2 separate regions of the Mus musculus genome follow, and region 2 is linked to region 1. A link is a contact called in public Hi-C data. All regions are on one chromosome and are shown on one strand. The core of a region is the stretch at or near the end of the contact, and the rest is flanking DNA. Distances in the headings are between cores, read along the strand shown. Region 1 has its middle 63 kb from the start of Gm35521. Region 2 has its middle 8.5 kb from the start of Mir710.

The links. Hi-C and Micro-C count contacts between places; a contact is called where the count stands out from the background.
Region 2: a Hi-C map of adipose-derived mesenchymal stem cells shows a contact between it and region 1, with 2.2 times the contacts expected there. The contact joins two enhancer-like sites. A contact is called at or near these places in 5 of 484 Hi-C or Micro-C datasets (the AML12 cell line, adipose-derived mesenchymal stem cells, cortical neurons and 2 more), 1 of 115 datasets of contacts at active chromatin or transcription factors (embryonic stem cells) and 1 of 9 other capture datasets (embryonic stem cells).

What each region holds. Positions count from the first base shown.
Region 1 is chr8:64,356,212-64,358,918 of GRCm38.p6, forward strand. No RefSeq gene overlaps it. Among named protein-coding and RNA genes, the nearest start is that of Gm35521, 63 kb to the right of the region's middle. Within about 2 kb of position 1,335, at least 9 of the 459 cell types and tissues checked have an H3K27ac peak or open chromatin away from gene starts, as enhancers often do. A contact at or near this core is called in adipose-derived mesenchymal stem cells, where this site is marked.
Region 2 is chr8:64,521,558-64,524,264 of GRCm38.p6, forward strand. No RefSeq gene overlaps it. Among named protein-coding and RNA genes, the nearest start is that of Mir710, 8.5 kb to the left of the region's middle. Within about 2 kb of position 1,329, at least 51 of the 459 cell types and tissues checked have an H3K27ac peak or open chromatin away from gene starts, as enhancers often do. A contact at or near this core is called in adipose-derived mesenchymal stem cells, where this site is marked.

The DNA of each region.
Region 1 (2,707 bases), core at 85-2,584:
ACTTCTAAAGAAGTACACTTCTCAAGATGATGTAAGCACGGGAGGATCACTCCTGAGAGGAGTAAAGACTTGATGAAATAGCAACTACCCTGTCTGTGCTGTGGGTGGTGAATGGATTTGGACTATAAATTTGAGAAACAGAAAGAATAAAGCCGGGCATGGTGGCGCATGCCTTTAATCCCAGCACTCGGTAGGCAGAGGCAGGCAGATTTCTGAGTTTGAGGCCAGCCTGGTCTACAAAGTGAGTTCCAGGACAGCCAGAGCTACATAGAGAAACCCTGTCTCGAAAAAAAAAAAAAAAAAAAAAAAAAAAAAACAAAAAGAAAGAAAGAAAGAAAGAAAGAAAGAAAGAAAGAAAGAAAGGAAGGAAGGAAGGAAGGAAGAAGGAAAGGAAGGAAGGAAGGAAGGAAGGAAGGAAGGAAGAATAATGATGTAAACCAGGGTGTGATGCCTTAAGTGTGTCAAAAAATAGTGTTCCATGCAGTTTGGTGGAAAATCAACTCTGTTCTCGAATGGTATTGAGACCTAAGACTGGAAAGGACAAGAAGAGCCACATGGGGAGCCTGTAGGTATGTGATGAGGAGTGTGTAGACACTCCTTGGGGGACACTCACCAACAGCCTCAACAAGAAAAAAGGCACAGTCAAAATAAAACAATGCGGGGCTGGAAAGATGGCTCAGTGGTTAAGAGCACTGACTGCTCTTCCAGAGGATCTGAGTTCAATTCCCAGAAACTACATGGGGGCTCACAACCATCTGTATGAGGTGAGATCCAATTCCCTCTTCTGGTGTGTCTACAGTGTACTCACATTCATAAAATGAATAAATAAATATTAAAAATATTTTTTAAATGCCTTAGAGGAATTGCTCAGGAAGAGGATTCCTGGGTAAATTTTTAGGGAACTCATTAAGGAGGAGTCCTTAGGAAGGGTCAGCCATCACTAACCCCTCTTTCACGCACTCATGCACGTCAGTTTCTGTGTCATGATTGCATTTTTTATAGAAGAGGAAGTTATGACTAATGCCTCTTTTAATGTTCTCCATCCTCTAGCACAAACCACACAGCAATCCTGATCAATACATGCCATCCAAAGAGTTACGCAAGAATGAAGGAGAGAAAAGAGACACTGCCAAGTCCAGTGAAACATGAGTCTTAGTCTTGTTAGAATTAGCTTTTAAAAGCCAGCCTTATTCTCCCACTCTAAGCACTTGTGTTTCTTCCAAGTTCACGATATCAAATGTGAACGTAAATAAAATAATTCTAAAGTGTGTGTGCTGTATGGTGGTGTGTGTGTGTGAGTGTGTATTAATATGTGTTGTATGTTTAAGTGTAATGTGTATGGATGTGTGTGTAGTATGTATGGATGTGTATGTGTTAATGTGTGTTGTGTGTTTATGTGTAGTGCGTGTTGTATGCTTGTATATTTGTGTGTGAGTATGTTAATGAGTAGTGTGTGCTTGTATGTAGTGGGTGTATGTGAGAGGGGACGGGTATGAGTTTCTGGGGAGGGGATATGGCATGTATGAATGTGATACGTGTGGATATATGTGTGTATGGTATGGGTATGTGTGTATTTGGGAGTTGGGGGTATGTGTGTGTGTGTATGTGTGGTGTATGTGTGGGTGTGTGAGTATGTGGTGTGTGTTTGTGTGTGTGTTATATGTCTGTTTGTATATATGTGAGGGGTGTTTGCATGTGTGTGGTATGTGTGGGTACAGTGTGGGGGTAGGGGTTGTTTCTGGGGGGATGTGGGATGTGGGGCTTTTAGGTGGGTATATGGGTTTATAATGAGGGTGTGCATGTATGAGGGGTTTTTGTGTGTGTGTGTGTGTGTGTGTGTGTGTGTAAGACATTCTCCATCTCATTTTGTTAGAAAGCATTTTGGGGGTTCTTTTTTTATTTTTTGTTTTTATTGACTCTATAACTTATGATTTAGTTAGGTTGGTTGGCCAATAAGCTTCTGAGACTAACCAAAATTTTAACCCAGTTATATAGCCTGAGCTACATAGTTAGGGGTGTGCAACACTGTGTCTGGCTTTTACATGAAAGCTGAGTCTGAATTCAGGCCATCCTAATGCTTATGCAAGAGGTGTTTTCCTGACTGAGCCAGTCCATGCACTTTAAATTTCTAAACATTGTTACACAACTAATAAATTATTTATTTGATGGATATTATTTAATGAGAGATTGTTTTGTAGGGGTTTCGAGATTAGTTACTTTTAAAAGTAGTGCTAAAAATTAAGTTCTTCTAATGTGAGTTTTCATAGTAAGCATCACAATAAATCATTAGTATAGAATTTTCAAGGTGTCGTGGTAGAATCCACATTAGATTTCTACTTAGCCTTCAAGACAGTTGTCACATTATCTGATAAGCTAAGATAAAATCATAATGTAACATAGTTTTAAATAGTCCATTTTCTTATTCTGGTGGATTCTTTGTGAGTTTGGAAGACAGTAGGTATCACACACACACTGCTCTCCCACTGCAATAAAGAAAGAACAACAACACAAAAAATTACAGCTGTTTAGTGGTTGAAAAGGGGGAGTCTCACCAACCAAAGAGTACATAAGGAAGGACTCAAGGCTTCAGTCACATATGTAGCAGAGGATGGTTTTGTGGGACATCAATGAGAGGAGAGGCCCTGGACTTTGTGAAGGCTCAATGCCCCAATGTAGGGGAACGGCAGGACAGGGAAGCAGGAGTGGG
Region 2 (2,707 bases), core at 79-2,578, 170 kb after region 1:
AAAATGAATGTTTTTAATCAATAGAAAATCATTTCACCATCACTGAAGTCTGTTTTCCCTAATTAAAACAGAGTTTTGCACATTTAAATACATTTGAATTATTTAAATCACTTAAAGCTAAGCATGATCAAATCAAATGAGCACACAGAACAGCATTTCTTTATATCATCTTCACTATCATCAGTAAAGAGTTATAGCTGAGGTTATTTAAGCATCTCAGTGTAGTCCTCACCAGGCTTGGAAGAAGAGTCTCGTGGTCCCCTAACAATACGTGGCTTACCCATTCCCATGAAGTCCACCTTACAGTTTTCTTATCCCCCAGAGTACATGTTACATTGCGGAGGCAACTTCATACATATTTACATGCCACTTCGTGTCACCTTTGTGCTCCCTCCGGACTCACTTCATCAGGTTTCCCTGACATCCAACCTCCAGCGCTTACGACGATGCTGACATACAGCACAATAACTGCTTACTGAAAATCAGATGCTGCTTATGTTTTATTATAGTTCATGATTAATGCAGAACTGAGACAAACACAGAACAAGAAAAAATGTGCTTCTGTTTTTCTTTTGAAAGCTCCCTATTTCTACCAGGTTGCAAAATGAAGGAAGGGATGGAGGTGGGGGATGACCAGTCACTTTAATGTCAATAGTCATTTTTTCAAAACACATTTTTTAACACAGAAAAAAAAACATTTTTGAATAATTTTCATCTTAACAGGAAATCCAAAGCAAAGTCAATAATTACATTTTGCCACTTTATTTCAGAGCTCAAGCAAGCACTCCACTATCTCCCTCCACAGCCGTAGCCAGCCTTAGCTCTGTTAAAGCCTGAGTGGAAAGGTAGTTTTATGTGAAATTGGTTTACTTTTAATCAACTTGGACAATAGCCATTGATTGCTTTTCCCGCACTCTTAAAATTTCATGATTACAAATACCTATAAATAATGTCACCTTGTCTTGGGACATGAATTTGAAAACACGAAACACATCAGCCTGACACTGATCAAAATCCCCACTGCTGTTAAGAGTCAGGCAGCCATGCTCAGCAGCTTGATAAAGGCCATGGCTGCACGGTATTGCGGCAATGCCCCTGCTTTATCAATGTCCAAAAGTCAGCATTGACTCATTTCATTTCTTGAACAGAACATTATGAACGCTTTCTACCAAAGCTCAATTAGTCATATTTTTAATCATTGCCTTGTTAAAACATGCATGGCAGACTGACTGTTCTAGGAAAAACAGTAGGTTAGTCAGCTGGCTAATAACGCTGAACTGGTAAATTGCTGTGTTTACTTCTCGCTGTATGGCCACTGCAGTCAGACATTTGTGGATCGGTAGACATGAGTCAGAGACTGAAAATGTCCAGGCACATTCATAGACAGCTCATCAAGGACTATAGTGAGCTGTTTTTAGCTTTTTCTAACTTGTAGTTTCTAAACAAGCTATAGGAATTGAGGGAGTCAGTTACAGGTTTCTTTCCCCAGACACAAACAAGACTACACTGTGCTAGTTGGAATTCAGGAAGGAGAAATCAGCCACTGGATGTAGAGCCCTTGAAACTTGTGCCTGGACTTGCAACCAGACCATTAAAGTTATTCAACTTCAGGTATCGGATATGACTCAGTAATTCCATGGCAGAGTGCTTTATAGTATGTCTGATAACGATGGGTTGCTTGATCCCCAGAAACATAAGTACATGCACATATACACAGAGACTCTACCTTGTTCTGCGTGTTCAGCATACCTGTTCAGATTATTTCTATTTTACATGTCTGAGTGCTTCCAGACCATGGTGCTGTTCTGATGCTTGTAGCAAGAGAGAAAAAGAGAGGGGGGGGGGGGAGAAAGAGATGTTTTCAGGAGTTTCCAACTGAAGTTTGAATATGAGAGTCTCTGCTAAGTGGCGCTTCAGGCCAAAGACTGTTCCCAGAGGATCCTGAGTTGAGTAGCAATGGCTACACTCTAGCCCTGCCATAGCTCAATTACCAGATCAGTGGTTCTCAACTTTTAATGTTGCAACCCTTTGATACAGGTCCTCATGTTGTGGTGAGCCGCCCCACTATAAAAATATCTGATATGCAGGATATCTGATATGTCACCCCTATGAAAGGGTCATTCAACCCCTACAGTGGTTGAAACCCACAGGTTGAGAACCACTGTATTACAGAAGTTGTAGTCATGTTCAATGAACCTGGCCTCCAGGAAACATTCTAGCCGACTATTCGGGGCAGCACATGGAAGCTGTCTGCAGAGCTACATCTGTGCAACACATTCTCTTGAAAGGAGATCTGAGCGGGTGACCTCCTTAGCCAACACAGACATCATTTGTATATTTGTGAAAATATTTTGGCATCAAGTTTCCCACAGGTAGTAGTCCCCAGTGGAGCAAATGCCTCAGATTTGAGATTTTTAAAATCACATTAAAAGAAAATAAAGGAATAGCTGTCGTTAAGGACACTTTCTGGAAAGAAAAGCATAGTAAATTCCATATGGACAATTTTAGGCACACGCCAGTGTCACAGTTTGCTTTTACACCGCTGCGATAGAACACTGACCCAAAGGCCTGTTTTATGAGACAGAGTCCATGTGTAACATGTCTCAGCTGGTCAAGAACCTGAAACTAGTTAGGCCAGGGACCTAGGAGAAAACCAAATACTAGTGTTCTGCTAAAAGAGTATGGCAATAAAATAAATGCTAGTGAC